Linked DNA regions of Mus musculus: regions 1 and 2 are each linked to region 3. A link is a contact called in public HiChIP or PLAC-seq data. All regions are on one chromosome and are shown on one strand. Each heading gives the region's core, a stretch centred on a gene start, on an enhancer-like site or on the middle of the called end of the contact. The rest is flanking DNA. Distances are from core to core; before and after follow the strand shown.

Evidence for each region. HiChIP or PLAC-seq counts read pairs in DNA pulled down with a chosen protein or histone mark.
Region 1: a contact with region 3 is called in a FOXA1 HiChIP or PLAC-seq map of pancreatic cancer cells. The contact joins two enhancer-like sites. A contact is called at or near these places in 2 of 484 Hi-C or Micro-C datasets (both in embryonic stem cells) and 2 of 115 datasets of contacts at active chromatin or transcription factors (bone marrow-derived macrophages and pancreatic cancer cells).
Region 2: a FOXA1 HiChIP or PLAC-seq map of pancreatic cancer cells shows a contact between it and region 3. The contact joins two enhancer-like sites. A contact is called at or near these places in 2 of 484 Hi-C or Micro-C datasets (liver and pancreatic cancer cells), 3 of 115 datasets of contacts at active chromatin or transcription factors (embryonic stem cells and pancreatic cancer cells) and 1 of 9 other capture datasets (embryonic stem cells).

The regions. Positions count from the first base shown.
Region 1 is chr2:168,517,103-168,520,134 of GRCm38.p6, forward strand. The region is part of intron 6 of Nfatc2 (nuclear factor of activated T cells, cytoplasmic, calcineurin dependent 2); the gene reads right to left. Among named protein-coding and RNA genes, the nearest start is that of Nfatc2, 72 kb to the right of the region's middle. Within about 2 kb of position 1,254, at least 92 of the 459 cell types and tissues checked have an H3K27ac peak or open chromatin away from gene starts, as enhancers often do. A contact at or near this core is called in pancreatic cancer cells, where this site is marked.
Region 2 is chr2:168,412,921-168,416,076 of GRCm38.p6, forward strand. The region is part of intron 1 of Gm33359 (a long non-coding RNA gene); the gene reads left to right. Among named protein-coding and RNA genes, the nearest start is that of Gm33359, 6.8 kb to the left of the region's middle. Within about 2 kb of position 1,336, at least 20 of the 459 cell types and tissues checked have an H3K27ac peak or open chromatin away from gene starts, as enhancers often do. A contact at or near this core is called in pancreatic cancer cells, where this site is marked.
Region 3 is chr2:168,113,869-168,116,736 of GRCm38.p6, forward strand. No RefSeq gene overlaps it. Among named protein-coding and RNA genes, the nearest start is that of Gm46787, 30 kb to the right of the region's middle. Within about 2 kb of position 1,258, at least 104 of the 459 cell types and tissues checked have an H3K27ac peak or open chromatin away from gene starts, as enhancers often do. A contact at or near this core is called in pancreatic cancer cells, where this site is marked.

The DNA of each region.
Region 1 (3,032 bases), core at 4-2,503, 400 kb after region 3:
TTGTAGACTCCATGTGGAGAGGTCAGAACTCCAGAGCACCCACTGTGTGCCTATACATGCAAGTCCTGATCTGTGTATGTTAAGACACCATTGCCCTCATTTTAGAGTTGGGGAAACTGAGTCCCCAGGTATACATCAGAGGACCGATTGGGGATTTTGATGGGCCTTCCAAAGCTACTGCCCTACAGGGCTGCAGGGCAGCTGGCTCACTAGGGCTGTTGGCACCAGGTCTTTTTTTCCCCTTTTTTTATTATGTGTTTTCCATTTTTGATGGTTTTGGACAGGGCATTATTATGGAGCGCAAGGGGGCCTAGAGCTTGCTTTGTAGCTAAGGGTGACCTTGATCTTCTGATCTTACTACCTCCATCTTCTAAGTAAGGGCAGGCATTACAGTTTGGCATCCAGTACGCTGCCCAGGTTAGCGATTAGCCAATGCTGGGGATAGAACCCAGGGCTTCATGTGTGCTAGGCCTCTACCAGCTCAGCCACATCCCAGTTCCCTCTTCCCAAGCGCTGGGGTGAGCGGCAGGCACCACCATGCCTGGCTCTGCCTATTCCTACGGATGCAAACACTCCAACTCAGGTTAACCAGGAAACTTCTTCCTGCGTGGCCAGGAATTTCCCAGAATTCCACAGGGACTGAGGATGAGCTGCGAGGACGTACTACCTCCGAGAAAGTGGCCTGGGAGTACGGTGGAGGTGGGAGAAGCGATGGCTTGAGAACCTCAGGAGACTGACCTGTGCGAAGAGGCTGGGGTACACATGCAGCTATCTGAAAATAGTGTGTTTTCTGTCTCCAGCGGGGTTTCAGAATGGCTGTCTGGCCTCTGTCTTTGGAGGCAGTTGAGAGAGGGTATGGCACCGGCCTCCAGTGAGTCACAGAGGGCAAAGGTCCCCTGAATCTTAGTCATGCCATTCAGCCTGGGGTCAATACTGTTCAGAGAAGTCCACCCCCCACCTCCAGACCCCAGGAAGCCACACCCCAGATGACAGAGAAGCAGGTGCAGGAGGGGGCGTTAGAAAGGTACCTCAGGTTCCCTCATCACGGGCACTCATGGAAGAATACTTGCTGAGCAAAAATGTTTCAAAATGTATTTTAAGCGCATACATGATTCTATTTATTAAACAAAGCCCAAAAGCGATATAGCCTTTGGGAACCTGGGAATAATAAAGTGAGTCACGGCTGCCCTCGGTGACTCATCGGTTAAAAGGGAATTCCACCACCCACGCCTCCTCTTGAAAAAAAAAAATCAATTTGCCTTCCCGACAGGTGATGGGAGCCTCTGCCATCAGACCGAGCCAAGAAAACCATCCAACAAAACAAGAAACCCGCTTCAAAAACTTTTAGTTGTAGAGCTGAGTAATTTGATGTGGGCCTGTGTCCAGTCTACGCCCCCGCGGGACACCGAGAGCCCGGGAGTGGCTTGGCCAGGGCTAGGGGCCTGAATTAAGAAGGACTTACCAGCTGAAGAATTCCAAAACCCTGTGTCACATGGAGGAACCTTCCAAAACACTGGATCACGCCAGCCTCGAGAGTCGCCTGGAGCCATGGCAACCCTGTCTCCTCAACCACACGGCTTGTGTTTTTGTGTCCTTAGATTTTTTCCTGTTTTGCAATGTTTTGCTGGGACCCCCGACTCTGCTCAGGGCCAGGGGCCAGGGGCCAGGGTTCCCAGCGAGGGCAGGAACAGCCTGGCCTCCCAGCCTGACCTTCCCTTGAAGGCTATGCATCTTTTATTTTGTAGAACACACAGGAACAGAACTATCCTCTTGACTTCTCTTTGACATGACAAGAGAAATCACTCCAGAGATCAGGAAAATGACATGCTGGGGTTCCAGATCTTTCCCCAGTTGGAGGGGCTAACCCAGGGTCTCTGGCTTGATAGCTTTGAACCTCAACTTATCTGTAAAATGGGGATAATACAGCCGCTTCTCATGGTGGGAGAGGCAATAAAGGGGGGAACACCGCTTTCCTTCAGCATGACACATGCACACTTAGTACGCACAGAGATAATTCTATAATTGTGAGTGCAGCAGCAAACAGTGTATCCCTGCTCCCAAGGAACCGACAGTCTAGTATGGGAACCAGAGGACCCAAGAGAGAGCAGACAGACAGGTGAAACACTGAGTGTCACCTGGAGAATAAAGCGTGGAAAAGGGACAGGCAAAAAGTGACATTGGGCTGGACAGTTGAGCCATGAGCCTTTGAACACGAACACCACTCAGGGAGAATGGCTTCCCAGTAAGAGGAGACACAGTATGCGAGGGAACAAGGGCAGAATGTTACAGAGCCAGCAGCACAAGCGAAGATCCTGGGGCAGGAAGGAGCACGGAGCATCTGAAGACAGAGCCAGGAGGGTTTCTCTGCAGCCGGGAAAGCCAGGGGGAGAGACGGTCAGCTGAGATCAGAGAGATGGGCAAAGGCCGAGTCTCACAGGTCCCTGCAGGTCCTACAAAGAATTAAAAATGGGACCGAAACTCACAATAATCCTTATTATAAATGCTGCTATAAATAGAACCGCACTTTCCAAAACACGGGGTTCTCCTAACTCAGGCACCCTGCAGCCCCCCGCCTTGCTGTTTTTCCACCTTCTCAGCTGGTCCTCCTGATGGGGAGGACAGTGCCAAGCCCGTTTCAGTGGACAGCTATAAAAAGCCTGCTGAGGCTCCCTCCCGGTGCCGATGACCAAACTCTGGGGCTAAGATTAGCCTGAAGCTGTCACCTTTCCTAATGGGAACAGCAGCTGGGATTCCCCTGTCTTGGAAAACTTTGGCCACCCCACCCTCCATGCAGCGCCTCCTGGCCAAGTGTCCATGGAGATAGACACAGGACGGGTTTTGGAAAAACCAACTTCAGCTACAAGGATCCCCCTGCAGGAGGTAAACCCTCAGGGTCAAAAGAGCAGACTCTGTGCTTTGCAAACAGCAACGTTCCCCATCAGGGCTGAGAGCAGCCACATGCCCATCTCAGAGAACCCCACTTCTTGGGGGGCAGGGGATACTTGGGGAGCCTTAGAAGCCTCCCTGGTCCC
Region 2 (3,156 bases), core at 86-2,585, 300 kb after region 3:
CCTAAATCCTCCAAAAGGTGTGTTGTGGGCTCTAAGTCATCAGTCGCCACTCAGACCTTCTCTTCTCTAAGTTTGTATTCATCGGCTTAGGGCAAACTGCTTATGGCTTTTGCCCTGGCGACCACCAGGGGGCCTGGTTGCTGCTCCTGCCTCTGGGGTTCTAGACGTTCATCTCTAGAAATGAGGTGTGAAGGCCACACATTCAAAGCACCCTCCTCTTTCCCCAAAGCCTTTGCTTCCCGTAAAGGTTCAATTCCATCCTATTAGAAGGCTTAGCAAGTCCTAATTACTGTATTTATAAAAATTACATACAATTAGAGTGGGCTTCAGGAACCAGGACAATTGTCCCCCAGAATGTGCACTGAAAAGCACACTTTTCAAAGGACAAAAAATGTTCCTAGGTATGGCAGTTCACGTGATATCCCCCAGAGCCATTTTATTTTTTTAAAAAAGGGGGGGCTGAATAGAAGTTGTTCCTGGGGCTTTTGTTCTGGTTTGAACTCAAACTGCTCCGTGAACAGCAGACTTTCTTTGTGAATTTTGGTTGTTGAGCCAAGGGTTGGAAAGCTAACGGTTTGCTGAGGGCCATGACACTCAGATTTCACACACCTGAGGGGAAGATGAGGTCATGGTTTGACAAGGATGGATTTGGAAACAAGAGGCCGTGGGAGCATTCCATCACGAGAGATAAATGGTGACCCCAGGGCCTTTGAGCAGGTGCCTAGGTTGGGGACCTATCAAACTAAGCATGGAGAAGTGACATGGGGTCCAGAAACCCCAGTCCTCAAACCCCAGGAGCCTACAGAACTTTCACCAGAACCAGCAAGAACCTTCCGCCTAAAGCTAAGCCCATGCTTACGTACAGGTGTCCCTCACCTCCCCCGCAAGCCCCAAGTGAGCCATTCCACAGGCCACTGGCTTGTGATGGGTCTCTCTAGATTTGGAACCCTCTAGGAGACACCTGTGGGTGTGCCTCTGAAGGTGATACCAGAAAGGCTTGGCTGAGGAGGAAGACCTCTTCACTGTGTATGTGGGCAGCACTTTGAGCTGGGGACTGAAGGTAAAAAGAGAGAAGAGAGAATGGGAGCCTACGGGGACCAGCCTTCATCTCTCTTCTTCCGGACTTTGGATACAATGTGGCTGCCTTGAGTTCCTGCTGAGGCCACCACAGACTCTGCCCTCAAACTGTAAACCTACCTTGACTTGCTTTTGTCTGGTATTTTGTCTCAGCACTGAGAAAAGCAACAACGTGTGCCTGGACCTGTGGTAGCCACTCACCCTGCCAGGCCTTTGTCTGGTTTCTGTCCTCTGCTGGGAACACCGTCACCCACTTGCCCATACCCCTGTGACTCATGCTTGGGTCATTTACCCAGCCATACACTCCCTGCAGAGCCCAGCGCCCTGTCCTCTGGACTCACACGGCAGGCAGTCGGTAGTTGCAGCTGCCCCTCGGACTGCAGGCCAGTGTCTTGTATCAGGCTCAGAGACCTGTGGCTTGGGGCTAGCTGTGTTCACTTTCTCCCCATTTCTCCAATGACGGGTATCAATAGTCCTTGTGGCAGGAAGCTGTGCACTTGCCATCCCACTACTCCTCTGCTTGATGGGGTGATTATCTGTGTATCACATACCCAGTACTCTCAGGCGGCAATTCCAACCAGGGGCAGGAGACCAGCACGGCTTTCTCTCATGGGGCACCAGCAGCGGAAGCGACACACCTTCCTTCCTTCGCTCACTCACTAGCTCTCTTGCTCACACATTTAACCACGGTTTTCACGCCTGAGAGATCATTCTTGATTTGGGGAATGAAGTCCCACAGAAATCCATGCCAAGAGCTGGGAATGTCCGCGTGCCTGTGGTCCAAGCACTTAGGCACGACAGGAAGTTGGTGCGTTTGAGGCCAGCCTGGGAGATACTGTGAGTTTGAGACTAACCTGGGATACATAAGGAGACCCCCATCTCAAGTAACAAAACCAAACAACGATCCTGTGCCCATGGAGTATCCTGTCAGGGGTTGTGGGGAATATTAGTAAGTAAAGCATACTGGGTTGGCAAGATGCCACAGTGGGTAAAGGTGCTTGCTGCCAATCCTGATGGCCTGAGTTCAGTTCCTGGGACCCATGTGTGGAAGAATCAACTCCCCCAAATTTCCTTCTGACTTCCACATGAATGCTGTGGCACACACAAAAGTGTGTGTGTGTGCCATAAATAAAAATGTAAAAATTAAAAAATAAAATCATAACATACAGATATGTAGTATGGAAGCTCTCAGAAAAGGAGAAACCTGCATTTAGGGGTGATTGTGGTGCAGGAGTGCTTGGGCTTCTGAAAGCATCGCCCGCAGTCGAAGGCTTGTTCTTGGTCACCTGTCAATGAGGATGCGCGAGGATGATCGACTGTGCGGAAGTGTGCGGTCCTTCCTGCAGGGGGCGCTGCCGAGCGCGGCTGCCCGACGCCTGACTCCCGGAAGAGGAGGTTCGGTGTCAGGCAGAACATGCCCTCTGCAGTCACATTCTGCCCACCCATCCCACCCACCCCCACCCCCGGGTTCTGAGCCTGGGTAATTCATCCTGAACCCTGAAAGATCTATTTCCTAGTTCCATTCATTCCTCAGTAGCAAGGGTTCATTTATTGCTTGGATTTAAGGCTGCTGTCTCTTTCTTTATTCCTCATTTGCAGGCACAGGCACTTCAATCTTTCCTTGGCCTTGTTTGCTCCAGGTTTCCCTGACATCTACTGCTATGTTCTAAAGCTCTCGGGTTCTTCTGTCCCCTGGTGCTGCCTCAACTATAAGATGATAATACCGTATGCCTCTCCCTCTGAAGGCTAGGTAAATAACGTTTGTACCTAAGACCACAGGCTTCACTATGTTGGTGCCAAAAAATGATGACATTTCATATGCAATTGGAGCTGACCTGATTGTATGACATTTGATATGATGGTCTGAATGTCAGAAGTGTCACAGGGTGTATGTCTGTCATCACAGTAGGTAGTGGTGACAGTAATGGGGTGGAGTGGCTGTTGTGCTCTGATAGGGGTTCCCTCTCTCCTCCCTTATCCCTCCTTTCCCCTCCCCCTCCCTCTTCCCTCCCTCCCTCCCTCCTGTTTCCTCCCCCTCCCTTCCCCTCCCTCCTCCCTTCTTTCCTTCCTTTCCTCCCT
Region 3 (2,868 bases), core at 8-2,507:
CCACAGTGCCACCAACTGGAGAACAAAGTGTTCATGAGCCTGTGGGGGAGGGGACCCTTTGGTGATGTCGTCCCTCCTCCCTGTGGCTGCATGGAGCCCTTGCAGTTAACTGCCCATCCTCTATATGATCTTTTCTTTTCTTGTTTCCTTTTCTTTCCCCAAACAAGGTTTCTCTATATACTCCTGACTATCCTGGACTTGCTTTGTAGACAAGGCTAGCCCCAAACTTACAGAAATCCACCTGCCTCTGCCCCCTGAGTGCTGGGTTTAAATGTGTGTGCCACCATTCCTGGCTTCTACACACTCTCACTGATTAGCTATGAAGATGACCACAATGCTCAATCTCTCCAGGCCTGTTTCCACCTCCATTCAATGGAGACATTGCAGGGCTGATGTTCACGCTGGTGTGATGGGAACCCAGCAATCTGGGAATAGTGCCCGGCACACAGTGACACACACTTGGGCCACCAACGTGATGACACTTGCAGAGCCTAGAAGTGCCACAGCTGAGCAAGCCCAGAACCTGGCACAAGGGACTAACTCCAGTGTCATCCAAAACTCAAAGCTAAGGCCACATCCCACAGCAACTAACTCACAGTGTCAGGATTCCACCTGAACAAGGTCTGTAGCCAACAATTCCTGGGAATTACATGATGGAAGGAGAGAATGGACACCCTCCCCACACAAAAATGTCCTGATTTTCACACGTGTACGTACACACACACACTCCTCCCCTCCCCCAACAATACGTAAATCCAATGAAAGTTTAAATACACACATAAAAAAAGAATTTTCACTGTGTTCACAATTTGTGTGTTTCTCCTCTCTTTGAAATAGGATCATATATGTATCAAGGCCTCAAACTTGATATGTACCCTAGAACGTCCTTGAATCTCCGATTCTCCTGCCTCCACCTAAACCGGGGGCATAACTGTCCTGCACCACCGCAGGCAGGGCTTAGGCCTGGATGCTGAAAGGCAGATCGACCACTGTGTGCCATGAGGTGAAGCCCAAAGATGCGGGAATGGAAGGACGTGACCTGGGGCCCAGCTCAGGGTTCCCGGGAGTCTCCACGCTGGGCAGAGGCTGGGCAGGCACCCCCAACTCCCCCCTACACACACCCCACTTATCACCACCCCACCCCCACTCCCATCTCCAGGCCTTGCTGGGGCCCCGCCCCCACCCACAGAGACCTAGTCTAAAACCGGCTGCAGTTCTAAGACAGCTTGGGCGCCAGAGGGAGCTCCAAGGGACTGGACTGGCTTCTTCCCGCAGCTGGTTCAAACTGGTTTGGGCAGGGTGCGGCCTCTGCAGGCTGCATTCCAGGCCTCTGGCTAGCAGCGCATTCCAGGCCTTTCCAGGACCACTTGGGGTAGAACCTGGGGACCATAGCCTTGAGTCCTCTAAGAGGCTAGACCCTGTGCGAATTCAGCTCTTTGTTTAAAATCTTTCCTGCGGCCTTGGGCAGGGTCCTTGGCTTAGGACCTTCACCAGGTGAAGCCCTGAGTGGGGGTGTGTCAAAACCAATTAGTGACTGACTTGGTAGAAAAAGGGCAGGACAGCTCCCCATTTCTCCTGGGTCCCCAGTTCAAAAAGTGGGTTGGGACACGGGATTCCAGAAACACAGTGATTTCTGGCTTCCCAGATCCTTTAGAGTGTGACAACTTCTCCAGAAATTGACAATTTCCCTAAGCCTAGCCCGGGCTAACTTCAAACATACAGGTACCAGGGAATCACCTCAAACCTTGATCCTCCCGCCTCTCCCTCCCAAAAGTACTCTTAAAGTTTGGTTATAACGAACTTCAAAGAAACTGGCCTTCCAGATATCCAAACCTTTAGTGCACTCTCCCCAACTTCCTCTCTCACCCCCAAATTACCACCTTGCTGAATGAAACTTCAATCCAGTTCCCGCCTTTCCTAGGCCTCATGGCCAGGCTACAGCTGAACCAACGCAGTATAGGCAGCGCCTGGTGACCATGGGACACCCTGCCAAGCCTCAGCCCTCGCTCACCTCCCCTAGCCTTTCTTCTGGTTGTCCACCCAGTGGCTTTTGCCACTCAGTGCTGCTGGCCAACCAAGGCCAGCCTGGGCTCTTCCAGCAGTTCCCAGCCCTGGCAGGCTTGCTAGAGGGGGGTGGGGGTGGGGGTGACTCGTGAAAGAACTCAGAACTAGACATGTCATAGCTATGATGGATGAATGGATGGATGGATGGATGGCCATGTGTGGTCTCAGTGGATTCCCTTTCTAAGTGCCTGGTACCCAAGGCACTGCCAAGAATTTCCCAGAAGATGCTGGGCAGAGAGCTGGAGAGTCTGGATGGATGTGGAAAATCAGTCACACTTCCAGAAGTGGGGAGCCAGCAGCCCCAGGGCACGCAAAAGCCAGATGGAGCCAGTTTAGATTGCTCTGGAGGGTTGTCAGATAGAAGATGAACTCACACACACAGCAGGGAAGGATCAGGGTGGTGGGTATTTATTTCCAACCCTAAGACCAGCCCGTTTAAAAATAAACATAATATTTTAAAAGGCATCAGCTAGAAATTCAAAACTAGACTATGGTCTGGTCCTCTCCCCTTTGAGCTTCCCCGTTTGTATTGGAAGGAGGGCCTCCTCCTTGGCCCAGGCACTGCAGAATTTGGGTGAGCCTCCCAGCCTGGGTGTGTCAAATTTATCACCTATTCATTCATATTCATTCTCTCTCTCTCTCTCTCTCTCTCTCTCTCCCTTTGCCCCCCCCCGCACCCCCTGTCTTTCTTTTTGGGAGCCACTAAGTCTAGCCCACTCACTTCACCAGAGTCCCAGAATCCCATCTTTGCCCCACCCTGCCCGTCCCCACAGCTTTCCCAAATATGTTATATTTTTATGTGTG